6 separate regions of the Mus musculus genome follow, and regions 2, 3, 4, 5 and 6 are each linked to region 1. Evidence: chromatin contacts called from public HiChIP or PLAC-seq data. All regions are on one chromosome and are shown on one strand. The core of a region is the stretch at or near the end of the contact, and the rest is flanking DNA. Distances in the headings are between cores, read along the strand shown.

Region 1 (4,296 bases), core at 1,335-3,834:
ATGATTTTAAGTTTAAAAAAGAACATTACATAGCAGACATTTCTGAATCTAAAACAGATGCCTTTCCCACAATACACTAGGGGAATCAGTGTGTTTACCACACAGACACCTATTCCCTAATACACTGAGAAGAAAGATACTGCTTTCATTGTCTGCTGATGTATTTCAATAGAACACGCTCCTTGGATCCTAAAACTCTATCTAGGAAGAAGCATATTTATTGTGTGTGTAGGCGCATTTTCTCTGCATAAATCTATGTTCACTACATGTAACCCTGAAGTTATATATGGTTGTGAGCTACTATATCGGTCCTGGGAAGCAAACCTGGGTCCTCTGCAAGAGGACCAAGTGCTCTTGACCACTGAGCCAGACAGCTGCCAGCAAAGACAGTCTGCTTCCTTTAATGGTGTGATCTCTGATGTACCGATCACACATCAGGAATGGATCCCACAGCCAAGAGTGCTTGACCAATGCATAGATAGGTTTGAGAGAGGAGTGGGGGAGGGAGGGACAAAGAGAGATTGAGAGAGAGGAAGGGAGGGAGAGAGAAAGAGTTAGTATGTTGGGTGAGGATGTGGGCATAGATCTGGGAGGAGTTGGGGGGGGTTGAATATAATCAAATACATTACATGAAATTCTCAGTTAATAAAAATATTTAAAAAGATTATCCTAATGAATGTTTAAAAGGTATATACTAGTTAAGGCTCAAATACTGGGTTTGAAATGATATACAGGTAGTCTCTCTCATCTTCAGAACTATAAAAACAGAAATGAAAAAGTAGATTAACCACACGGAATAACAGACTTACCAAGATTTAATCGTAAAACTCCCAAAAGTCCGTATGCATCCAGTACTTTGGCATATGTGCCTTTAATAGCCTCCTTTTCTGCAGATGCTGTTAAAAATAATAATTGAAAACATTAGAATCTATTTAGTTGTAATGCCAGACTTGAAACAAAGCTTCAAAATGGGATCGTTTTCCCCATTTATCTATCTATCTATTTTCTCTTTTTTCTCTCTCTGTCTTTAGACCAGCATGACTTGGTTTCCCCCTATGTCACTGGGTTATCTAGTCTCTGGTTCTTGACCACTCAAGCTGTGTCAGATCTGGGTTCACCTCGTGAAGTGAGCCTCGAGTCAAATCAGTTGTTGGTGGGTTACTTCTGCAAGCCCTGTGCCACCATTACCTTAGCATATCTTACAGGCTGGACACTGTTGTGAATAAAGGTTTTGTAGCTGGCTTGGTATTTACATTACCCTTGATAATGTGCAGAATACCTTTCTGTATCAAGGATGCTGGAACATAGGGATGAAGTCTCTGTGGGCACCAGCTCAGTATCTCCATGTTTGATATAGGTGACCTCTCCAAACACCAGTGTATTATATTAGGTATTCTGTCCAACTAGTAGAAGAACTTTCTTGCTGGAGTTACAGAATTCTGCCCATCTAAGGAGTCTGTCTTCTTGTTGATAGCCTGTTTTACTCACTCGTTTATCCTGGACACAGAAGCTGAATAAACTGGTAAATGCTGCAAGCCACTGCTTGACCACACGGTTTAGCATGGCAGTGGGGCAGTCTTTACTGACCTTCCTCTCACTTCCTTTGCTCTAAGCTGAGGCAAACTTGCTAATGAGCTCAAGCCAGGCAATAATTTCCCTAGAGCAGGCTACTATGGTTAGTCTACTGATAAAAAAATAAAATAAAATAAAAGACAACAACAACAAAAATCCCGGATGTTTAAAGGCAGAACCTTCCTAGCACTTAGCAGATCCACATTTAAGATACAACAAAGAACCAAGGAACATAAACCACATCTGGTATTTCAAAGAATTTCAAATAGCACATTCTGAAGTGTGAAATTCAAACTTAGCCACTGCCCTCCGTTCCCTGTCCCACCTCTCCCCAGCTCGAGGAGGCTTGCTAGGTCACAGGATTCCCTGTCCTCATCACACTTAGCCTTCTCCCTCCCCTCTGTCCACACCACAACCACAGAACCCTTGGCAGGGCTCCTGTATGCTGCTCTAGGAAAGCAAGTAAGCAGATTGCTCTGACCTCCCATTTCCTGTCTATCTTCTCTGCAGACACAGGCTCTTCTCAATCTACATCTTATCCAAGATTCCTTGCCAATTCCTTGGATTCCAGACTCTTATCTTAAAGCTCTTCCCCAGAGTTCCACATAGTATCTCACTTCCCCATCTGCCTCTCTCCACCCTGTCTACTCAAGCTTCTCCTCCGCGGCTCACTTTGGCCAGCCGGGGACTTATGGTCAGTTAGCTGGCAGCACAGGCTAAAGCTAAATGACTCAACTAACACCATCACATTCTCTAATATGTTCATTATTAAGTGTGGGCCTTTCTGTAACCAGTATGAAACTAGAGTGGGGAAGACTTTTAGCATGCTAGGGGAATCGTGTCTTCTTTCACATATCTAGCCGTCCTAGCATTATATTGTTCTATGTGTTTATGGTCAATTCAAATTTAAAATTTACAACAAAAACTGAATTGTTTTCTAAAGGAAACTACAGCTGCCTTTCTTAAGTGCTGCACTTCCTCATTCAGCGTACCATGGGTGGGGCTGGGAGTGGGTCTCAATTTTTCATGGCAGAAAATGCGGTTTCCAGGTCAGACTGCTCTACGGAGTCCCTCAGGCTACATGCTGTGTGAATTTAAAATATTATTGCTGTCATTGGAATGAAGGAATTACTGATGTATTAGTGTCAGCAGCAATTAGGTTAAATTAGCAGTTAGCAAAAAATCACCATTAGGTTCAATGACCACAGCCAGCAAGAGTTAAAAAGAAAATGTAACTTAATATTAAGTAATTCTCTCCCCATATGAATAGTCTCTGTAACCTAAATTATCATGAAATAAATATTCTCTCCTCATAACTATTTTCTTCTCAATTGCACAACAAATAAACACTGTCTCTCAGGCCCAGTGACCATCCTTCTATTGCACCGTCATCTAGCTTAAACATGTAAGCATACACCAAGCCACTTAATTATTTGTATTTCAGAGTTATCTTCTGAGTTCTCTCTCTCTCTGACTAAAGCAGATGAGGTTACATTTTTTTTTTATTATTGTTTTTTTTTCTTTCTTTTTTTTTAAGATTTATTTATTATTATATGTAAGTACACTGTAGCTGTCTTCAGACACACCAGAAGAGGGAGTCAGATCTTGTTACGGATGGTTGTAAGCCACCATGTGGTTGCTGGGATTTGAACTCTGGACCTTCGGAAGAACAGTCAGGTGCTCTTACCCACTGAGCCATCTCACCAGCCCGAGGTTACATTTTTACTGCCATGAGTTTCTATTACCAGCAATTTAGAAATGGTCTTACAGCTACAGTATTAGTTCATCATCTCTGCGATGATTATGGCACTAACACAAGGCCAGGTGTTTATGTGCACTATTTAATTTTCACAGTACCCTAAGGACAAAGCTACACCTTCCATTTGACCTGAGGAAATTGGCTTAAGTCAGTTACTAATTGTCTAAGTCTAAGGAGCCAGCATTAGAGGGAACCTCTTTTCTGGGCACAGTGACTAATACTTTAATCCCAGCATTGGAGATGCAGAGGCAGGTGAACCTGGTCCCAGGGGTACAGTGTGGGACCCTGGAAGAGCTACCTACTTCCTGCTCTTGAACTTAGGGTAGGTTCCATTGCTACATGTTCAATGGTACTGAAAAATGTAGAGTATAAGCAACAAAGGAAATAATAATGAATGTTATTACTCCCTGAATATGCGTATAGACTAGAAGTTCCACAAGGAAAGGGGTGTTTATCTAGTCTCAAAGTCCTCAGAACAATCAGGAGGGAGAACAAAAGCCTGCAACACCTAGTAGACGATTACCTTTACCAGTAATCAAAGTGCATACCGATATTGACACATTAACAAGGCAGTTTAAAGCTGTCACCTGACTGACGAAAACAGCACAGCTTCTGAAATAGCTCTGTCAAAGGTGAGCAACAGCAGAAGCCCCACACAGCAAGGAGGGACAACATCCTATAAAACAACTGTTCTCCTAGGTCCTGAGGGTCAGAGACTAGAGCTCTAGAGTTGAGGAGATTAAGGCCTGCCTTTTAAATCAACTATACAGATCTGAATGGATCTTTCCATCATAGAAAGCATGGCTAGCTACTGGTAAGCGTGAAGAGGGCCTGAGCAGTGGCAGTGGCAGGACTGCTGTGCGCCCTTACGAGGAGAATGTCTAGGGAACACACAGCACAGTATCTGGGGACAATAAGGTCTCACGTCAGCAACCTACTCTCAAATCGGTAAGAAAATATCCTTT
Region 2 (4,296 bases), core at 745-3,244, 740 kb before region 1:
TTCTCATTTGAAGTAAAAATACAGAAAGAAAAACTGTACCTTCCAAAAGCAAATCAAGTCATCTTCCACAGGAATTTCTACCAGCTTAGAAACAAAGCCTTTCACATACAGAAATTCTATTCTTTCTGTTTGCTTGCTTGCTTGCTTTTGCTAACTTTTGTTAAATGCTGACCAGTTGCACTATGTTCTGATCATGGCTTTCCTCCCCAGCTCCTCTGAGACCCTCCCTCCCTCTCATCTGAATCCACACCCTTTGAAAACAAACAGGCAGCTAAAGAACAATAAGAGAAAATAAGATAAAACAAAGGCAAACACACTGGGACAGGACAACACAGACACACATACAGAAAAGCAGACAGACGCCAGTACACTTGCAGGACCTTCTGTCACTGGCAGATATGCACTGTACCTTCATTGTTGGTGACATTTTCTGCTACTGGAGCAGCATTACTGGTTCCTGCTGCCATGTCCAAAAGAGGCTGAATAATTTCAATTTTGAACACTCCATTTTTTTGCCAAAGATTTAGCACACGAACTATTTTACTCTGTTATATGTAAGAAAATGAACATACAATAAATATTTATAGAAATAATGTATCATATCTGATTTTAAAGAGAATTACTGTTTCATAAGGGAAAAAATCCACCAGAACTATTACCCAGTTAAACTCAAATTAACCTTTTCTCGGTGGTATGATCCAATGAAAAGGAATATAAACAGAATACACAGCTAGCAAATACAAAGGAAGGTAAACACGTCAAGAACCATTTCTAATGCTCTTATACAGACTCTGCAAACCCACAACGCCTCTCCTCATGCAAATGTCGCTACTCTCAGACACGGGCACTTTCCCTCTCTCTCTGGTTTGACCAAACCAAGTTCCCTTTTCTGTTACATAACTTCTTTAAGAATTAAGAGAAACTAAAGCAGCAGGTTAAGTTAGTGTTAGTGATGTTTACTGTGAATTCCCACCTATTTAGAATGCATGTATCGTTCATGTTCGTTCCTTCTTTCTTTCAGTGAAACTGTGTGTGTGGTGTGTGTGTGTGTATGGTGTGTGGTGTGTGTGTGGTGTGTGTGTGTGGTGTGTGTGTGGTGTGTGTATGTGTGTGTGTGGTGTATATGTGTGTGTGGTGTGTGTGTGTATGTATGTGTGTGTTGCAGTCTTACTGCAGATTAATCACTTGCATGTGTGAATGTTGGGGAAGAACAAATCTGGGTCTTCTAGAGTATGCAAAACCCTGGTGAGTATTTTCTCTCACACAGAGTTGTTGTCTGTCTTCCTTCTGTAGCTTCAGCTTGCTGTTATTAGCAATCTGCCCACTAAGTGCTGAGATCAAAGGATATGTGTCTCCATGCCCACTAGCAATATGTTCTTTAAGGAAAGATAATGCTTCCTGAACAACCTTTGCTAGTTTCTTTTAACTGCAGGATATGTAACATGAAATGTGTAGTGTACAGCGCCTAGCTGTTGGCTGTTGTTACCACGCCGTTTAGAAGAGGCTTCCCATGCACAGAGGTAAGGCACTCCTCACTCGCCAGCAAGCTCTGCTCTGCTCTGCTCAGGATCTATAACTCTGGCTCCTTCTATGATTCAACATTATAAAAGTCCTTGTACAGAGGCCAAGTGACTTCTCCATTTCACATATAAGCAAGAATAGGAAATGACCACCGTAGAAAAAACTGACCTTACAATTCAAGATCAGTACATGAAGATATCACCCAGTAACATAAATAACAAGTGTCAACAACGTGAACGTAAGCATTGTGTGAGAAATATAAAGAGGAAATAAGCTGGACAAAATGCAAAATGTTAGCTTGTTACGTTTTAACCATACCTTATCTTCAGATGGACAAAGATATAAATACTGGAATGTAGCAGTTATATTTTTAGAGAATCTTGGCCCAAAAACATCTTTATCAGTTCCAAACTGGTGCCGAGACTGTCTCACGATGGAGTCGATGACATACAGGCCTGGAACCTTATATTCTGGCTTACACTGCAAAGGGGAGGAGACAAGCTTAGACCAAGGAAAGTGGAATCAGGAGGTGCAATGGTGTATGCCTCCATGCCCAGTATTCCAGAGGTGAATCTGACCCAATCTGGTCTACTTAGTGAGTTCCTGCCCATCCAGGGCTACAGAGTAAAACTGTCTGGAATTAGAAAGGGAGAAAGAAAAGAAAGAGGGAAAGGGAAGGAAAGGAAAAGTAACGACAAAGCCCAAGCACATCCACCACCCACTATGTCACACATCAGCTCGCAGCTCGCCACATGCACTGCGCACTGTGCAGCAGCTGCTCACGTGCTCCAGCCATCTCTCTATCTGGCTGTCAGTGTCACATCTGTCAATAGTGACACTCTTTGTTACTTCAAAGTAGCTCTCAGGACTTTGTTTCCCCAAATCCTTGACTTCACTTCCAAAACTTTCCAGAGCCACTTTACCAACCCACTTTCCTACAATTCAGTCATTCTGAGTCTTGAATAACTTCCTGAAGTTACTAAAACATACTTTTAAACATGCTAGTTTTACTTCTGTTAAAATATGTACCAGAGACTTCGAGGCCAGCCTGGTCTACAGAGTGAGTTCCAGGACAGCCAGGGCTGTACAGAGAGACCCTGTCTCAAAAAAACCAAAAACAAACAAAATATGTACCAGAGAAATAAAAAGTAAGAGGAAGAGTCATTTGGGTCTATAAATTTGACAAAGGAAACAACCAACCAAGTATTAGAAAAACAGGCATTTATATAGGAAAAGACATAGCCCTTTGTGGAAGGCAAGCAATTCAGCAACAAAAATAAAGCCTTAGTTGGGCGTGATGGCGCAAGCCTTTAATCCCAGCACTTGGAAGGCAGAGGCAGGCGGATTTCCGAGTTCGAGGTCAGCCTGGTCTACAGAGTGAGTTCCAGGACAGCCAGGGCTACACAGAGAAACCCTGTCTCAAGACAACAATAAAACCAAAACCAAACAAATAAAAAAACCTAAGACCACTCTCAGTTCACTCCTGAAAAAGACATGCTAATCATTCATACACACACACACACACACATACACACACACACTTACTTTAAGACAACACACAACTAAAGACAGCTTAATGATGATGGTAACAGAGAAAAGTCAGGGAAAATAAAAAGTAACTTCACCTGAAAAACTGACCTGAAAATCAAATGTCAACAGAGCAGATGAGGCAGAGTATAGAATGGCAGGCTCTTAGGGCTGGGACCAACACTATTCTCAGCTATGACAGAGCCCAGCACCAACCTCTCACCAATACTCAATGAACGGCAGAAATATGGGAAAAATACCTTTTAAAACTTCTCAGTGCTTAAAAGAAATTCAGTAAATATTTTTTAAAAAAAACAGTTACTGTGGACTGGAGAGATGGCTCAGTGGTTAAGAGCACTGGCTGCTCTTCCAGAGGTCCCGAGTTCAAGTCCCAGCAATCACATGGTGGCTCACAACCATCTGTAATGGGATCTGATGCCCTCTTCTGGTGTGTCTGAAGACAGTGACAGTGTGCCCACATATAGAAACAAATAAATCTTAAAAACAAAACATGTATCATATATGCGTGTTTTGTCTGTTTATGTATATATGTGTACCATGTGCATATCTGGTGCCCAGAGCCCAAAGAAGGCAAAGACTCCCTCACCCTGCAGTTCTGGAAGAGTGTCAGCGGCCCTTGTGGGTGCTGGGCATGGAGCCCAGGTCTTCTGGAAGAGGTTCCACTGCACTCACCTGGTTGAGCCATGGTTCCAACCCCAATAACTGCTTTTTTTCTAGAGTGTTTTTTAGAAGCATGCATTCAAATTTCAATTCACATATATAAATAACTGCTTATCATAAACATGCAGGAATGCAATAGTTACCTTTTTGATGAACTTTTCTACTATTTGAACAACGTGCTTATAAAGCTGAAAAAGAACATAAAATTAGTTTATACATTTTTATATTTTCTACAATTCAAAACACTGAAATTGTCAACTTAAAAAAATTAGCAATTAACTCAAAGAGCTATCAGAAATAGTTCACAATCAACAACTTTAAAAAATCTTGGGCTGGAGAGATGGCTCAGAGGTTAAGAGCACTGACTGCTCTTCCAAAGGTCCTGAGTTCAATTCCCAGCAACCACATGGTGGCTCACAACCATCTGCAATGTGATCTGACGCCCTCTTCAGGTGTGTCTGAAGACAGCGATGGTGTACTTATATACATAAATAAAACATCTTGAGAAAGAAATTCATCTAAACAAAACTACCCACTCTTCTTCAAGGCCAATGTCCTTTCTTAACT
Region 3 (4,296 bases), core at 556-3,055, 710 kb before region 1:
AACTCACTTTGTAGACCAGGTTGGCCTCCAACTCAGAAATCCGCCTGCCTCTGCCTCCCAAGTGCCCGGATTAAGGCGTGCGCCACCACTGCCCAGCCTCTAGTCAACTCTTTCATCTCACTTCCCATCACCAAGTGCCAACTACGGCTGTCTGGAAAGACATGGACTCCTCAGCTGAGGAAAAGTATTTTAAGGGGGTAATTTGGACAGCAATAAATATTCTCAACTGCAGGACTAATTGGAGGGTCCCCTTCTGCAGCGCTACGAATAGAAAGAGAAGTAACAACCTAATACTATTGCGAACTGAGCCACAGAAATCTCATTGTGAGATGGAGCAAGTTCTGACACCACATCAACACGTGTCAAACTATGACATCAGATTCCTTCAGTGGTATTTGAAACGGGAAACATACCCCAACTTAATTCACAATAGTTTCCACTCTGTAACTGCGTTTTAAAGCATCAGTGGTCGTCTCCTCCTCCCACATCCATTCAGATAAATAAGATAGTATGGACTTTATGCCCCTAAGCAGCACATGGAACGATCAGAGATACAACTAGAGAGCTTTAAGGCGGCAGGCAGCTTTGTTCCCGGTTTGGGGAGGTTTTCACATGTAAATGTCCCTGAGGAAGGGAGCTGAGGATTAAGTACCCCGAGAGGGCGGTGCGAGGGTGAGCAGGTGGAGACCCAAGCAGCCTTACTAGCGGACTAAATGGGGCGTACACTTTGCTCTCCCATTCAACTTTTTAGGTGTCACGATGTACAGAAAGGGCACGTTCTAGATAGAAAGGCCAAGGGAACTACCGCTCTATGTTCATTTGTGAGCGTGTCAATCCAGGAGGTGGGAGGGCAGACACCCTCTCTAAGTCTCCGCCAACCGGGATCAGAGTCCAGCGGCCGCCGCGCAGCGCCGCGGCCTGAGCAACAGGAGAACCCAGGCGGCTGCTACGCCGGCCCCGGGACTCGCGGGAACTCCCGCCCCTGAGTCGGCCGAGCGCTCCGTTGCAGCCCCTGGCGGGATCCCGGCCCCGTAAAGCCGATAACGGGGCCGGGAGCAGCATAAGGGCCACGTTGAAGAAGCGGGAGTCGGCACAGGCCGGAAGGGGGCGAAGGGGCACTGGCGGGGGAGGGGCGCGGGGTCAGCCCCCGGCGGTGGCCGCGACCTCTCCCCGGCTCCAGGCCCGCTGCCCCGGAACCGGGGCAGGAAGCGTCCCCGCCCGGACTCGGTGCTCGAAAGCCCTCGGGCAGCGAGAGAAGCGGCCCCGGCGTGGCCCGCACCAGCCCTAACCCCAAGCACTCCTCACCTCCTGGTTGAAGGCGTTGACGGCGTCCATGTTCGCGCGCGTTGCGGCGGCGGCTGCGGCTGCTCCGGGCCCGCCGGTCACCTAGACCTGGAGCGGCGGCTGAGTAGGGCCGGGTGCCGGCAGGGCCCTTGGGCGTGGAGGGGGAGGAGGACGGGAGGCGACGAGCGGCGGAGGCCGAGCAGGAAGGGGCTGCGGCCGAGGCGGCGAGGCTGGGCCGGTCGAGCGCAGGCAGAGGCGGCGGGCCCCTGCTCAGTCCCGTGCGCCGGAGGAGGGATGGGAGGCGGCGGCAGCGCGGGGCTCCAACATGTCCGTTTGGCGGCGGCGGCTGCGCTCTGCGTCGCGCTGACACGGCCCCCCGCGCCCTCCCTCACGCACTGGCCCACACTGGCCCGGCCGGCGAGCGGGCGGGCCTCTCTGTCTCTCTCCTCTCTTTCGCCAGCAGGATGGCGGCAGCGACCCGAGTGCACGCCGCGCGAAGCACCCTGGGACAGCTCGGGCCTCCAAGCGCTTCCTGAGCCCGGCTCCGCCCCGCTCGTGCTTGGCTCCGCCCACGCCCCGCCCCTCCGCGCCCCACCGGCGCCGAGCCGCTAGCGTGTGACCGCGCGTTGTCGCGCGCTTTCCCGCCGGTTGCGGCTGCGGAGAGTTCCCGTCTTCTGGGCTCAGGATCCGGACGACGGCTCCCGGGGTGCATTGTGTCCGGGCAGGACTGCGCCCTGCTGCTGCGACAAACAAAGCGCGGAGGGTGAGCGTCTGCAGTCTCCAAGTCCCCTGCTTCGACTTGCGTGCGGACCTGGTGGACGCCCTGAGCAACTTCCGAGGACTGGGCTCCTGAACCCCTAACGCTAATCTCCCCAAACCCCGTTGGGTCGCTCTCGGCAGAAGTGTGTTCTGATTCACTTGAGTTCTCACCGCCTGCCGCGCGCTGCGACCGCTGTCTGTTGGGTGTGTGAAAAATGAAAGTTTTTCTGTAGAAACCTCACTTTTGTGGAGCATGAGTATAAAAGCTAGAAGGCCTGACTCGTACTGGAAGTTGGGGACTACTTCCCGTAGAAAAGGGCGAGCATCCTAAAAGAATTCGAGAAAGGAGGGGCCCTCTGGACCTTGCGCGCTGTGCTATCACCTCTCCTTGGAGGACAACCGGCTGGTACTTAGGGAAAGCAACTGGCCCTACCGAGACCAGATCCTAGCAGAGTTAGGATTTTGTTCTTAAGGGGGCATCATGCAGGTTGACATCCTGCAAAGTATGCATGCGGAAGAAAGTGGGGCCAGGAACAGCATGGCTTCGGGCCCTGGAGATGATGAGGCTGAAGGTATCAGGCACTGGAGGAAAGACAGAATGGTGTTCCGGAGGGAAGATGCACACTGCTTCTTGAAGGACATGAGTGCTGGGTTTGCGTCAACTTGGTAATAATTTAAGGAAGGAATGAGTTTGAGGGCGTAATGGCTAATCTTTGTCAATGCCTATGAACAGTGTCCTCATTTAAGTCAGCCTAGTTCAGTTAACCACCATGCCCAAGTTTATCTGGCTAGACGGTTATCTTTTCGGGCTCTAGCCATCTGAGCTGTCCCTGGGATAGTTAACTGAGGGCTTTTGCGATATGGGTAAAGTCCAGGAAAATGGCTGAGAGGAGGTAGATACCTGGGATTCAATACTGCACAGCTAACAGGAGCTGAAAAGTCAGACAGACAAGGAGCAGAGGTGTTTAAGAACAAGGTGTTTGGCCCAGCATGGTGGCACACGCCTTTAATCCCAGTACTGGGGAGGCAGAGGCAGGTGGATTTCTGAGTTCGAGACCAGCCAGGGCTATACAGAGAAACCCTGTCTCGGAAAAAAAAAAGAAAAAGAAAAATCTCAGCCCTAACCAAGGCTGTGGGTTCAACTCCGACAGGGTAAGGATCAGGAAATGCCTCTCCATAGGATAGCTGTGGTTAACAAGAATTAATAGTAGGGCTGGTGAGATGGCTCAGTGGGTAAGAGCACCCGACTGCTCTTCCGAAGGTCAGGAGTTCAAATCCCAGCAACCACATGGTGGCTCACAACCATCCATAACGAGATCTGACTCCCTCTTCTGGAGTGTCTGAGGACAGCTACAGTGTACTTACATATAATAAATAAATAAATAAATCTTAAAAAAAAAAAAAAGAATTAATAGTAAAGTTCAAAGTAACCATAGAGAGGACCCTGAATATATCATCCACACAGAGAAGTAATAAGACAGTCGGTGGTGGCACACACCTTAAATCCATTGCTCTGGGATTAGAGGCAGGTGGATCTCAGAGATCAAGGCCAGCCTGGTCTACAGAGCAAATTCTAGAACAGAAAAAAAACAAAACAAAACCCTCGATTAAAAGACATACATAAATAAATAAATAATACAAAATTGCTTTAATGGCTGTCTCACCCTGAGCTAACCATTACTCATTGTTTTTGTTTGTTTTGTTTTGTTTTTCGAGACAGAGTTTCTCTGTGTAGCCCTGGCTGTCCTGGAACTCACTCTGTAGACCAGGCTGGCCTCGAACTCAGAAATTCGTCTGCCTCTGCCTCCCTAGTGCTGGGATTAAAGGTGTGCGCCACCATGCCCGGCTATAGTACACTTTCTGTTCCACACTGTACCCGGTAAATACGTCTATTACATAGCAATTAAAAATTAAATCACTGCTCAGTGGTTAAGAGCACAGACTGCTCTTCCGAAGGTCCTGAGTTCAAATCCCAGCAACCACAACCATCCATAATGAGATCTGATGCCCTCTTCTGGGGTGTCTGAAGACAGCTACAGTGTACTTACATATAATAAATAAATAAATCTTTTTTTTAAAAAAGTGCTGAGGATGTCGGTTTAGTATCCAGAAACTTATCTTACACATTGGTCAGCGTGCTGAGGACAAACCCCAAACAATGCTCGGGATAGAAGGCGAAGGCAGGAAAAGAGAGATTGACAAGCAAGTTGAGAAGATATCTGGGACTCTGGGATAAGGGAACAGTTTGTATGA
Region 4 (4,296 bases), core at 622-3,121, 610 kb before region 1:
GCAACAAATGAATCTCTAAATTTTCACAAAGAGCTAATTTCCTAAAATTTAATTAATGCAATATTGGGAAACTTTAAATCCTTTCCTGAAGGAAATGGGCTTCACCCCCAAAATGGGCTTTATTCTCCCCACACTTTGAACCTAGCATCTTCTCCCTCTCCCCACTTCCTGCCTTTAAAAAATTCAATTACTGAATTAGAAACGTGAAAATGTTTGGATGAGCCCTGCAGAAACTGTAGGAGCTAAGGCGTCCCTCAAGTACAGCAAGAAAGCAGTGGAAAGCTTGTCTTTAACGTAGGAAATCCAGAGCAATGAGACCCCAACCCAAGACAAGACTAGACTCGGTCATAATAGCAAGGGTGGAGACTCACAGCTTATGCGTGGTTCAAACCAACAGATGCCTGAACTTGAAAAACGGTCATTTTGGGGGTTACTTTCTAGATAGGCCAGGAAAGGGATCTTCCCCGCCCCAAGACTGGATGGGTGACAGCTGTGTCCCCTCCCCCACCTCAGAGCATAAATGTGGATCGATGATGTCATAACTGTTTACTGCGGGGTAAACAATGAAATGAACTTTGTTAGGACCGAATCCTCCCTTTGAGCTCAGATGATGTGTGATCAGAGGTTAAATTTGCATTAGACGCGGGCACCTCAACAGGTCGCATTTTGGAAAGCCCTCTCCGCATCCTTTTTGTGTGTGTGTGTCTCTCATTTCGCTTCAGGAATATATTGGGGATCCTGGAGAATAATGGGTAGGTGTCTCAGGCTGTTTATGTTTATTGTTTAGGTGAAATCAGTGCACTCACAGAGCCCGCAGAATAAAAGCATTCAGGAGCAGTGAGGCTCCGGTCCGGTCCGGTCCGGCTCACCCTGCAATACATCATCTCTAAGGAAAGCAGAGAGGGGGCAAACGAACGCGCACAAGCAGCAAACGCCCTGGTTCCTACGCTGCCGCCACTACTGTTAGCTGTGGCGGCTGCTTCTCCACGGACAACAGCAATCGAGTATGTGTGCGAGCCCCGACACATAGCCTGCTAGGTACCCACCCACCCATCTTCCATAGTCCCTACTGTGTGCCAGGTTCTGGGTTGGGTATCCAACTCTGCTACAGTCCAAAGCTTCTCTTTCTCTTTCCCCTGCCTATGGTGGGTGCTGTTGGTGAGGACATTCACTCTCGAAAGGGCCAGAAAGCTCAAGCTCAGAACCTGCGCGATCCGCACCCCGGGAGGCAGCAGGTCTTGGGCAGCCCAGGAGCGCGCGTCTACGCGGCCGCGCGGGGTCCCCCTGTCTGGCGCTCAGGTGGCTTCGCCGCCCACTCCGCCGCTCCCTTCCCCTCCCCTCTCCAGCGAGGGTCGAGTTCGGCTGTTGCGCGCGGGGAAGGAAGGAGGGGCTACGAGGGATTTGAAAGTGCTCAAGCTGCGGAGTGGAGCTCGCTTCTGTCCCCGCCGCCCGCGAGCGGATTAAATTTCTGCAAATTCAAACTGAATGGGGCTTTCTTCTGCTGCCTTCCAGAGGGCGCCTGCAGCCCGCCGCGCGCTCCTCTCCGGCGGGAGCGGCCCCGGGGAGCACCGCTGAGGACCCGGCGGGCCAGAGGGCGGCGGCGCCCGGGCTTGGGGGACTCCGCCACCGGACTGTGCCCCTCTCGGACCAGCAGCCGCTGTTCCCTCTCACAGCCGATCGGGGCACCAGACGGGACCGCGGGCGCGATCTGGGCGATCGATCCTCGGAGGACGAACTTCTCGGGGGCGGGTCCCCGGTCGCCCGGTCGCCAGCTATTGTCTGCGCGCGGCGCTAGCACAGAGGCGCGGGGGGCGTGAGCACAGAGACCCGGGCCGGGCGGGGCCGGGTCCAGGGCGGCGGCAGGAGGAGCCAGGGCAGCCCCGGGAGCCGGAGGAGGAGCGGCTGCGAGCGCGGGAGCCGAGCGAGCGCGATGCCGGCAGCGGCGGGGGACGGGCTCTTGGGCGAGCCGGCGGCACCGGGGGGCGATGGAGGCGCGGAGGACACGACCAGGCCGGCGGCGGCCTGCGAGGGAAGTTTCCTGCCCGCCTGGGTGAGCGGCGTGTCCCGCGAGCGGCTCCGGGACTTCCAGCACCACAAGCGCGTGGGCAACTACCTCATCGGCAGCAGGAAGCTGGGAGAGGGCTCCTTCGCCAAGGTGCGCGAGGGGCTGCACGTGCTGACGGGAGAAAAGGTGAGCTGGGGTGCGCGGGCCTGGCGGGAGGACCCGGGAGCACTGTCCCGCGAGCACTCAGCCTGGCTCTCCAACCCAGTGTGGCTAGACGCACGCTCAGGCTCTCCTAGTGGGCCACCGGGCACCTACTGATGGATGATGGTGGTGATGGGCTCACGTTCGTGGGGTGGGGTACCCGGGCAGATAGATGTACCCGCGAAGCTACCCCGCACCGTCTTTCTGTTTTGTTTTGGAAGGGTGCCGCCTGGCGGACGCCAGGGAAGGGAGGGGAGAGGTGGCGGTGGAGGGTCCTGCGGTAGGGGCATGGATCAGTGCAGAGGCGGGAACTAGATCCAGGCTGGGGTTCAGCTTTGCCTGTGGAATGTGCGGCGGCGGGAGAGCAAGGCAGCCAGTCTGAGGTTGCTTAGAGTTTCATCCCTCCTGGGCTCAGGCGAGGACGTGGAGGGGAGTTGGGGCCCTGTAAGCTCCCCTCTCCCCCCGTGTGGGCTGGGGCAACTGTTGGAGTAACGATCCTGCTTTTGGCAGGTGCAGAACTACACAGGCCCTGGACTCTAGAAGTTTGCAGATACCTTTTCATCTTTCTAGAAGACAGTAAAGGAAAGGGGCCCCTCCCCCACACCCGGAGGGACTCTACTTCGACCTAATTAGAAGTGAGAGAGTGAACTCTTGCCAGGCCGGGTGCGGGCAGATCTCAGGTGTTAACTTAGATTTGTGAAAAGAAACCCAAGAAGCTGACTTACTTTTGAGGCTGGGTGGCCTCAGGCAGGGAATTGCTCTGGGCTGCCAAACTGGTATCTTTGTAGGGACCCAATACTCTAATCACCCAGGCTGGGGGTTGTCCGCGCGGGCGGAGGAGGGGAACTCAGCCGGTCCTAGCAGCAAATAGCCCAAGGGCCAAGCCCTCGGGCCTGCTGCTCTGGGTTTCCTTGCCCAGCCTAGGGGTTTGTGACAGTGATGAACTGTGAGAAGTCTGGTGACAGGCCAGGGCCACCACACTAGTCATTTTCTAGCCTCTGGATACCTTTGATTTCCTCTTGGTTTCTGTTGTCCTGGAAACCCCTACATTTGAGCACTGGGTTCCATCACCCTTTGACTTTATCTTCTTTTTCTGTAGCCATTCCAAGTGGGGTGCCCCTTTATACTGGGTAAGCAGGGTTAGACCGAGCAGTCATTTTCAAGTGTCTCTTGCCCGAATTTCCAAGCAAAAAAAAAAAAAAAAAAAAAAAAAACACCCACAAAAAACAAAAAAACAAAAACAAAAACAAAAAACAAACAAACAAAAAAAACCCAGCATTCAGTATGAACTCACATTAGCTCTTCAAAGGAGAAACTCTTTAGACCCGTCCTAGTTGTTCTCAGTGGAGTAAGGGAATATTTATTTACTTTTTGGTGCGCAGTGGGCTGTCTGCCGGACACACATCAGTGATGCAGACTGATTTCAGGGAGCTCATTTCTGTTCTGGCAGGGAGAGGCGAAGGACTTTGCTCTCAAAATCTAGAGGATTTAGTCTGGCTATGCACATCACCTCTCTAAAGAGATCAGAACTTCTTAGAGCTTTTTGCCATGTTGGGCTGGACCTCAGCTCCTCACTAGGGCAGTTTTGCCCCATGGGATAATACTTTTGTCCTTGGCTGCACTGCCTGGGGTATTCAGGGTTCAGCCCTGATTCAGTTCTGGACTCCTGTGTTAGCTCCTGCCTAGCAGGAATAAATACAGGGAGGTTTCTGCCCAACTGGGGTCTAGATGAAGGGTCTCATTTCCTCCTGTCTTTATGATGGCTCAATTCATCTTTGCATTGAGAGGAGGATTGTTGAATATAAGGTTTTTTCCCCCTGGACCAGTTGATCAGATCTAGTTAAAGACCATAGTTGTCAATGCAGAGGCCAGGGATGCAAACCTTGGTCATTCCTGCAATGCTTTTCTTTAACCAGGAGGGACCTTTCTCTGGGGACAACAGAGTATCAGGGAGGGACCTGGATATTAGCTCCTTCAACGGTGAGCTTTAAAGAAACAGTGGTGCTATTCATAGCTTTTATCTCCCTAACCCTACACCTTTAATGCTTAACTAATAGATGTGGGTTTTAGCTGATTATAGAGATGAGAAG
Region 5 (4,296 bases), core at 962-3,461, 600 kb after region 1:
ACGCAGGAATGACTGTATCTGCTGTCCTTCCAGCCCTTGGAATGGAGCCCTCCAGATGCCCTGGCTAGGCCCAGCTTTGGTGTTTAGGACTCTCTCCTACAAGGTGAAGCAACCAAAATGTCTATCAGTAAGAGACCAAAAACACATTATTGTACATCCAAATAACAGCACACGGCTTTTGAAATTGTATATATGTGATCCTGTGTGGAGTGCATCTGAGTGCAGGTGCCCACAGAGGCCAAAGTCATGGGATTCCCTGGAGTGTGAGTTTCAGGGGAGCTGTGAGTCTGATGTGGCTTCAGTCAAGAAACTGAACTTGGGTCCTCTTTCATAGCAGGGAGCACTCAACCTCTGAGCCACCTCTCCAGCCCTCTTAGCAACTTTTAAAATTTTAATTAAAAAAAAAAAAGATTAGTCTACATACATCAATGTGTAAATGTGTCATTATCTGTTGCCAAATAGCATTGTGTTATGATGGCCTCCTTAAGAGTAGAACTGGGGGGCTGTCGAGATGGCTCAGTGGTTAAGAGCGTCGACTGCTCTTCTGAAGGTCCCGAGTTCAAATCCCAGCAACCACATGGTGGCTCACAACCATCCGTAACAAAATCTGATGCTCTCTTCTGGAGTATCTGAGGACAGCTACAGTGTACTTACATATAATAAATAATTAAAAAAAAAAGAGTAGAACTGGGACATAAAGAGTGGAGAGTGAAGGAGAGAATTTTGAGGAACTCCCCCAGCCTTTTTTTCAAGACAGGGTTTCTCTGTATAGTCCTGGCAGTCCTGGAACTGGAGCTGTAGACAAGACTGGCCTCACCTGCCTGAGTGCTGGGATTTAAGGCGTGCTGGAGGGTTTCACTTTTTATTTGCTGTTTCTGTATTGTCTGAAAACTTTACTTGATAATCTTCTTCAATGTTTATTACATTAAAAGACACATAAGGACTAAGCAAGATTGATTCTTTAATCAATTGACCCCAGTAGTGAATTTAGAAAACCAAAACCAAAACCAAACAACGCAATAGCGTTGAAGGCTGCTGTCTAGCTGATAGAGGAAGAATGGGGAGGATCAAAGGGTGTGTCTCCTGAAGAGGAAAAAACTACATCCTCACCCCGTTCCGATTAAACCTGCTTTTCTTGAAGCATCGCTATGCAAATTAACCTCTGGGTTTCATTTTTAGGATCAGGAAGTCTTTGAACACTATGCTCGTTTAAGTGTTTAAATTGCTTGGCTCTGGTTTTTGGAAGCCGCACACAGGTAGAAAAGACAAACGAGAAAGGAGGATGAGAAGCCTGGGAATAAGCGCCCCTGGAATTATCTAGAAATGGGATTTGTGGTACAAATAGGGTGAAGAGTTGGAGCGCGAAGGATGCACGGGGGGGTAGGGGGGTGGATGTTGTTGAGGGTGAGCATATCTACTCCAGCGAGAGGTTTGAATTCCCACGCCCCTCCTCCCATCGCAGCAGCAAGGTGGAAGAGCGAGCCCAGCCCTCTGCTGCTACGGTCGGAAAGGTCACGTATCTACCCACCTCTCAGGCTCAAGTACCTTCCAGTGGTGAAAACCAACTTACTGGCTAAAGACCAAAATGGCCTAGCCTACAACGACCACTGCTCTGCTACTTCTCTGAAAAGGCCACTCGCCACTTAGGATGAATTCCCAAAGACTTCCCTCCCTCTCCTCCCTCTCCTCCCTCTCCTCCCTCTCCCCCCAGCGCTTGCAGGATGGAGGGGAAAGTCAAGGATACAAGGACAGTTCCTGGCAACGGCTCCGAGCAAACGGGAGGGTCGCTCGTCCCCAGACGCTCGTGGGGCCTCGGTGGCGGCTGCGGCGGTGCCCCACAGGACCTCCATCCCCTACCGATCGCCTTGGGGACCTCCCCAGACTCAGGACGAGATGCGCGGCGGAGCGGCCTGCCTCGGCTGAGCGCGGGTCACGGCGGCGTCAGGGCCACGGGGCGCCGAGAGGACGCGGGCGCAGGCCGGGCCCCGCCGGTCGCCCGCGCGCTCCTTGGCACCGACACGGGCGGCGCCACAGAACCTCAGGCCGCGCCGGGCCGGCGCCCTGCGTTCGATCGGCAGATCACAGAAACCCGAGACCTGCCAACCGCACTCACCCGGCTACCTGCGAAGTCTACACCGAGCCCAGGCAGGAGCAGGGACGTCGAGGGCGCGCGTCTGTCCGGGAAGCAGCGGCCCGATCAACCTCAGTCCGGGAGCCGGGGGCCGGCGGCGGGCGGGAGGCCAGGGCGCCGGTGGGGCGGGGGCGAGGCGCCGTGCGCACCGCAGGAACCAATGGGATTGCAGCAAGTGGCCTGCGTGGGCGGGGCATAACCCCTGGAGGCGGGACCGGGACCTCAGAGGCGGAACGGGGCTGGACCCGTGCGCTCTGCGGAGACCAATCATAGTGCGACCGATTAGATAGAGGGCGGGGCTTGATTCCTGAGGGCGGGGCTGGCGCGGTGCTCTACCTGCGTCCTGGAGCTGAGGTCCGGACCTCTCCTGCTGCGGTTTGCGGTAGTAGTGTAAACTCAAGCGCCTCAGCATCGGTGAGAGCACCGGTACGGGGAACCCAAGCCTATTACGCAAGGTCCTCTTGCATATCAGCAGTTGAGCATTGTTCACCAGCTGCCGAGAGTCGAGAACGCACTCCAAGACGTTCAAAAACCAAGACCTCAGAAGATGAAGTTACAGGTCCAGGGATCCCAGTCAGTACTGGTTTTCTGAGGGTACCCGCAAAGCAAAGCTACATAGCTATTTCAGCCTGATTCCTTTTTCCGTCTATCCAAATAGATTTTTGGCTTGTTTTGGGAGCAAATCTTTACTTATCTCCTTTAGAGATACTGCCTCTGGATTTTTCAGCATAACTTCAAAAACCACATTTCCTACAGAATATAAATGCAGTTAAAGAAAGATGCAAAGTCCAAGTTACTACTACATTGAAGGTAAAAACACACTTCACCTAGATAGAGTAAAGCAAAAAGATTTTTGTGTCACGTAACTGTCACAAATGACATCCTGGATCCTGTTACTCCTGTAGTTCTTGTATATAATCTAGGATTTAGGTATTCAATAAATATTCACTGCATAAATTCCTTTTTGGAGTATGGGATTATGCACACACACTAACAAGCAAGAGGGGCAGCAGAAGGGAACATCTTTAGGTATCTGTCCCAGAGCTAGGGAATGTAGTTCAGTTGGTACATTATTTAGCCTTAAATACATAAGGCTCTGGCTTGTATCCCAAGCATCATATAAACAGGTGTGGTGATACATGCCTGTGATCCCTGCATTCCAAAATGTCTCAGCTTGGGTATGATCATGGTCTCAAGCATATTTCTATTTCCAGTCAGACTGGATTACACAGCAAATTCAAGACCAAACCGAGCCGGGCGTGGTGGCGCACGCCTTTAATCCCAGCACTTGGGAGGCAGAGGCAGGTGGATTTCTGAGTTCCAGGCCAGCCTGGTCTACAAAGTGAGTTCCAGGACAGCCAGGGCTATACAGAGAAACCCTGTCTCGAAAAAAACAAAAACAAAAACAAAACAAAACAAAACAAAACAAAAGATCAAGCTGAAGTGAGGTCCTGTCTCAAAACTACTGGAGGATCTGGGATATAGTGTAGTAGTAGTGCGTTGCCTGTCCAGAATGTGCCGTCTGCTTTCACTTCTCCATCAGTTAAAAAGGGGGGCAAGGGGGACTGGGAAGATGCTCTACCGGAGGACCCAGAGTGGGGCTCACATCCACCTGTAACTCCAGATCCAGGGGCCACCTTCCTCTTCTGGATTCCCTGGACATCAAGCATGCAAATGGTGCACATATATGCATTCAGGCAAAACAAAAATACACAGGCTGGAGAGATGGCTCAATGGTTAAGAGCACCAACTGCTCTTCCAGAGGTCCTGAGTTTAATTCCCAACAACCACATGGTGACTCACAACCATCTACAATGGAGTCTGGTGCCCTCTTCTGGTGTGTCTGAAGAGAGCAATGGTATACTTATATACATGAAATAAATAAATAAATAGGGAAATAAAACCACTCATACACATAAAATGAGTTTGAATATTGAAGAAAAAGACCAGACCTCCATACATGCATTACTTGAATTGGAACTCCACCAAATGCTATGCAATCATATACTTTGGTGGTTTTGTTTTGTCTTGTTGCTGATTTTTTTGATTGTTTGTTTCCAAGACATGGTTTTCCTGTGTAACAGTGCCCTGGTTGCCCTGGAACTTGCTTTGTAGACCAGACTGATCTCCATCTCATAGAGATCCACCTGTCTCTGCCTCCGAGT
Region 6 (4,296 bases), core at 1,129-3,628, 550 kb after region 1:
ACCAGGGCCAAGATGTGGGAGTGGGTGGGTAGAAGAGCGGGGGTGGGGGTGGGGGAGGGTATGGGGGACTTTCGGGATAGCATTTGAAATGTAAATGAAGAAAATATCTAATAAAAAATTGGAGAAAAAATAATTGTTGGCTTACAAAGTTCGTTTGGGGCTGGAGAGATGGCTTAGCAGTTAAGAGCACTGACTGCTCTTCCGAAGAAGGTCCTGAATTCAAATCTCAGCAACCACATGGTGGCTCACAACCATCCATAATGAGATCTGATGCCCTCTTCTGGGGTGTCTGAAGACAGCTACAGTGTACTTACATATAATAAATAAATCTTTAAAGGAGAAAAAAAAGAAAAAAACTTTGTTTTCACTTCACAACTACTGTTGCTCTACATAAGCTATAAAACATGGCATTTCTCAAGACTCTCATAGCTACCGGACACTTCCCTATGTGAGAAGTGTGTCAGATAGAAACTTCAAGAGGAAAGACACAGAAGCCTTATCAAAGTGGCTAAAATCTCCTACTTTGCAGATCTCCAGGGACTGGAGATTCGCTCAGCAGTTAAGAGGGCCTGATGCTCTTGCAAAGGCCCAGAATTCCAGGACCTCACAGCCATATGTAACTTCACTTCCTGGGAGGTGATAATCTCCACAGGGCCCTGCACACACACACACACACACACACACACACACACACACACACACACACATAAATATTTTTGAAAGCATTGTGATTGTGTTCATGCAGTGCTGGGACCAGTCTTTGCTCTCATGGTTTTGGAAGATGCAAATAAAACACCCTAAGGTTTAGTCTTTTGCTGTGTCCACAATAAGCCTACCTCCAAAGGGGAGAAGCAATGGGGAGGTAAGAGAGAGAACACAGAAATGGCGGCACACAGCACAATCAAAGCAGTTGCTCAGAGGGACAGACAGAGCCAGGAGTGCTACACACACAGGAAATGCCAGACCGGAGTTCCTGTTATCTTCCGCTGCCAGCTGCCAGATCTCAACAGAAGACTCAGCTATCAACGACATCAGGGTTCCTCTAGGCAGGAAGGGCAAGAGAGTGGATGCCAGCACCTAGCTGGCCTTGCCCTGACAAAGTTGCCTTGGGGAAAGGAGAGAAACGCTTGTCTTTGGGGGGTTGTATGCTTGAGGCATGGGGTACAGATCCAGGGAATATGCCCTTAGCACTGTGCTGAGGGAGGGAGATTCTAGACAGGGGTGTGGTAGGGAGTGGGGTGAGGCAGTAGTAGCACTTCCAAAGGCTTACCATTTGGGGTCAAGACCACAGGCTGAAAAGCTTAGTGATCACAGGTCCTTCGTGGCTTTAGCTGAGTCCTTTTCCTTACCCTGTCTCATAAAAATAAAACATGCCGGGGGCAGGGCACGGGGCACTCAGAGGGGTATACTTATAATCCACAGCCTGTGTGGTTAGGTTTTCTCTCCTCTGCGGTTTTCAACACGTCCTGTTGAGAGGATCCCCACAGCCCTCCTCTTCTCCTTGGCATGTAAGTACATTTCTGGGTCTTGAAATTCTCAAGTCATAGTTCAAATTTTTGCTAGATAATTTCATCACGTATTTTTATAACAGGCCAACTTCTGGAGCCACAGGCACAAGGGAAGGGTTTGGGGGCCCACGACTAACCCCTGAGAGGTAGAGATGTGAGGATCTGTGAAGTTCAAGGCCAGCTTCAACTACAGTTTAAAGTGGCTTCCTAAGACTGAGGCCTCAGCGGTTAGGAGCAATAGCTGCGGTTCGATGACCCCTTTCTTTGACTCTTGTCTCCCTCTAACCATTCCTTTCGTTGCCCCCTTTTTTGTGGCCGAGGTGTGAACGTCTCTGCCAACAGGCTGGCCACTGGGGAAGGCTCAGGCTGGGAGCCTATCCCTGCCCTGCTCTGGGGTCACTTCCTCGTAGCTTCACAGCCACAGAGGGCCAAACCCACAGACTATTAAGCAACCAGTACAGTTCCTCTAGCTTTTCTTCCTCTGTGACACCACGGCCTAGAGGGTCCTCTCTGCTATACCCTTAAGTAGCCCTTTGCTTAAAAGGATTCAAAGCTTAGCACGATCTTTCCGGTCATTAAAGAGAACAGAATTCAAAATAAATGGGTCCTTAAATCGTACGTGGCGGGAGTCCGAAGTGGGGTGGGGTAGGGTGGGGATGGGTGTCCACGGGTCTCTCCAGAAGGATGGTACTAGAGATCTCTGGCCACACATTGGAGGTCGGCTCGGCGAGGTGTGGCCGGAGTCACCGGGGCTGTGTGCTGGGCTGCGGGGGCCGCGGTTCCCGGGAACACCGGGGAAAGTCCCCACGGGCCGGGCGGGGGCGGGGCCGGGCGCGGTGGGGGCGGGGCGGGACGCAGGCGGGGCGAGGCGGCTCTGCGGCTAGGCTGGGGAAGAGGCGGGCGCTCGGCTCGCCATGGCCGCTGCGGTGCGAGTCTGAGCGGCGTCCACCCCGCGGTCCCGGGCCGCCCGGGCCATGCGGCCTTTGCCACTGTGGCTGCCGTCGCTGCTGCTCTGTGGGCTCGGTGCCGCGGCGTCCTCGCCAGGTAAGCGCGACCCAGGAGACCCCCCACCCCACCCCCGACTCCTCGGGCTCTCCTGGGTGTCGCGTCCGCGCGTGGGTGGCTCCGGGAGCTTGCACCCGGCACAGGGTGGGGTTCTGCAGTCGTTCCCGATCTGCGGGTGACCGCGATCGGACGGGGCACCGACCAGGAGGAATCTGCAAGAGGGAGCTGCAGTGAGTGTAGCGTGGACCACGGGGAATTCCAGGCCTGGAGGTGGAGAGCCCAGTTCGTCTTTGGCTCCTTGGTGCCAGGGAGATCAGCTGACGGGCAGGACCAGTATTTGTCTGGGCAGCCTATAAAATCCTCGTACTCAGTTCCTCGGGATCTTATAGATGGGGAGCAGAAATGCCTGTGTCCCCTCCAGTGTATGGGGACAGAGGGTCAGCTGAGGCACACTTTTAATCTCAGCTCTATCCTACTCCGCCCACACAGCCCTTTACCGGGGTTCAACTTCCCACTTTTGTCACCAACCTGACTGTATTTATGAGCCAGTCATCAAAACCAACAAAAGAAAGACATCACTAACCAAGAACATTCTTCCTACGTGATTATATTTTGCTGGGTTCTTTCCCGTGCAGAGATCATATCAAAGCTTGGATATCTGGAGTCCACAGTGGTAGTGGGGTGCACCCTTGTGAAAACACAGAACTCAGGATGAGAAAAAGGGGTCCTGAAGTTTCTGGCCGGCCGGGCCGGCTTGGTTTACTCAGTGGGTCTTGCTGTTGTTGTTTATTTTGTTTTTTTTATAGTTTGGCCATTAGTTAAATAAGCCTACGAATTGGGACGTTCCCTCCCATTGGAAGTGGTGTTGAGGAGTTAGTTGGTCCTCTGTCAGCATCCCTGCAAAGGCCCTTAAGTTCCCTTTCTCCTTAAGGGCAGAGGAGCACAGGAGGATGAGTGGGTTACGCAGTTAACTTGTTCTCCTGGAGTCAGACAAAGACTTTAAACCCTGGCTCTGATGTTCCCCATTTTGCCTTGAGCAATCTGTGTCTGACACACCCACACACACAGGTCTCCTTTGGAGGAGAGCCTGCGATTGTCTGAGATGTCTGTGAACTATGTGTTCAGAAGTTGATAGGCGTATTTAGAAACTTTACAACAGACATTTTTCTAATGATTAACTTTTTATTATGCTCCACAAAAGTCGTGGTCTGTGGCTCATTAACAACAAATTGGATCCTTAGATATTTTGAAAATGGTAGCCTTTTGTAAATTTCTTAGACTCTCATGCCACTCTTAACGCGAAATTTTCACACTTTTTTTTTAAAAGAAAAACTAGGATATGTTTAAAAGAAACCCTTTTAGTCACAGTGCAGAGTGAAAATATTGACATTGTTCTTGCGGCCAACAGGTAATGAGAAGATTCCCATAACTGTTCCATAGGTTATGAATGGCCCTCAGGAATCATAAAATTGCTTTTAACAACATATTCATGTTTTGCCTGCATGTCTATGTATGTCTATGCACCACTTGAGTTCCTGGTGCTTACGGAAGCCAAAAGAGGCCATCATATCTCCCAGAACTGGAGCTATAAATAGTTCTGAGCTGCCCTGCTGGGGCTAGAACTCTAATAGAGTAGCAAGTGCCCTTAACCACCGGGCCATCTCACAGCCCCGGAAACAAGGCTTTGAAAGGAACATTTGTAAAACGCTCCAGGGAGTCAAGGCTAGCATATCAATACTGTACCCCAAACAGGCTGGAGTTACTCTCTGTTGCTTTGTTAGGT

What was found. HiChIP or PLAC-seq counts read pairs in DNA pulled down with a chosen protein or histone mark.
Region 2: an H3K27ac HiChIP or PLAC-seq map of extraembryonic endoderm stem cells shows a contact between it and region 1, with 6 times the contacts expected there. The contact joins two enhancer-like sites. A contact is called at or near these places in 4 of 39 promoter capture datasets (the 3T3-L1 cell line, cranial neural crest, frontonasal cranial neural crest and 1 more), 2 of 115 datasets of contacts at active chromatin or transcription factors (extraembryonic endoderm stem cells and trophoblast stem cells) and 1 of 9 other capture datasets (embryonic stem cells).
Region 3: an H3K27ac HiChIP or PLAC-seq map of extraembryonic endoderm stem cells shows a contact between it and region 1. The contact joins the promoter of Scaf4 here to the enhancer-like site in region 1. A contact is called at or near these places in 4 of 39 promoter capture datasets (cranial neural crest, frontonasal cranial neural crest, maxillary cranial neural crest and 1 more), 4 of 115 datasets of contacts at active chromatin or transcription factors (T-cell acute lymphoblastic leukemia, astrocytes, extraembryonic endoderm stem cells and 1 more) and 2 of 9 other capture datasets (embryonic stem cells and liver).
Region 4: an H3K27ac HiChIP or PLAC-seq map of T-cell acute lymphoblastic leukemia shows a contact between it and region 1, with 6 times the contacts expected there. The contact joins the promoter of Hunk here to the enhancer-like site in region 1. A contact is called at or near these places in 6 of 39 promoter capture datasets (cranial neural crest, frontonasal cranial neural crest, hippocampal neurons and 3 more), 1 of 484 Hi-C or Micro-C datasets (embryonic stem cells) and 8 of 115 datasets of contacts at active chromatin or transcription factors (T-cell acute lymphoblastic leukemia, astrocytes, bone marrow-derived macrophages and 4 more).
Region 5: an H3K27ac HiChIP or PLAC-seq map of microglia shows a contact between it and region 1, with 5 times the contacts expected there. The contact joins the promoter of Tmem50b here to the enhancer-like site in region 1. A contact is called at or near these places in 3 of 39 promoter capture datasets (cranial neural crest, neutrophils and pre-B cells), 4 of 115 datasets of contacts at active chromatin or transcription factors (astrocytes, embryonic midbrain, extraembryonic endoderm stem cells and 1 more) and 1 of 9 other capture datasets (pancreatic islet).
Region 6: an H3K4me3 HiChIP or PLAC-seq map of bone marrow-derived macrophages shows a contact between it and region 1, with 5 times the contacts expected there. The contact joins the promoter of Ifngr2 here to the enhancer-like site in region 1. A contact is called at or near these places in 4 of 39 promoter capture datasets (the C10 cell line, the HPC-7 cell line, cranial neural crest and 1 more) and 4 of 115 datasets of contacts at active chromatin or transcription factors (bone marrow-derived dendritic cells, bone marrow-derived macrophages, embryonic hindbrain and 1 more).

Annotation. Positions count from the first base shown.
Region 1 is chr16:90,993,132-90,997,427 of GRCm38.p6, forward strand. Synj1 (synaptojanin 1) reads right to left here. Exons shown (of 32, transcript NM_001164483.1): 3 at 810-896. Among named protein-coding and RNA genes, the nearest start is that of 4930404I05Rik, 16 kb to the right of the region's middle. Within about 2 kb of position 2,585, at least 149 of the 459 cell types and tissues checked have an H3K27ac peak or open chromatin away from gene starts, as enhancers often do. A contact at or near this core is called in the HPC-7 cell line, T-cell acute lymphoblastic leukemia, bone marrow-derived dendritic cells and 6 more, where this site is marked.
Region 2 is chr16:90,258,302-90,262,597 of GRCm38.p6, forward strand. It overlaps Scaf4 (SR-related CTD-associated factor 4), which reads right to left. Exons shown (of 20, transcript NM_178923.4): 3 at 3,873-3,917; 4 at 1,840-2,001; 5 at 410-545. Among named protein-coding and RNA genes, the nearest start is that of Scaf4, 24 kb to the right of the region's middle. Within about 2 kb of position 1,995, at least 3 of the 459 cell types and tissues checked have an H3K27ac peak or open chromatin away from gene starts, as enhancers often do. A contact at or near this core is called in extraembryonic endoderm stem cells, where this site is marked.
Region 3 is chr16:90,282,698-90,286,993 of GRCm38.p6, forward strand. Scaf4 (SR-related CTD-associated factor 4) reads right to left here and starts at 1,806. Exons shown (of 20, transcript NM_178923.4): 1 at 1,306-1,806. The coding sequence starts at 1,335.
Region 4 is chr16:90,384,526-90,388,821 of GRCm38.p6, forward strand. Hunk (hormonally upregulated Neu-associated kinase) reads left to right here and starts at 1,872. Exons shown (of 11, transcript NM_015755.2): 1 at 1,872-2,191. The coding sequence starts at 1,931.
Region 5 is chr16:91,595,469-91,599,764 of GRCm38.p6, forward strand. Tmem50b (transmembrane protein 50B) reads right to left here and starts at 2,212. Exons shown (of 7, transcript NM_030018.3): 1 at 2,114-2,212.
Region 6 is chr16:91,544,681-91,548,976 of GRCm38.p6, forward strand. Ifngr2 (interferon gamma receptor 2) reads left to right here and starts at 2,379. Exons shown (of 7, transcript NM_008338.4): 1 at 2,379-2,552. The coding sequence starts at 2,483.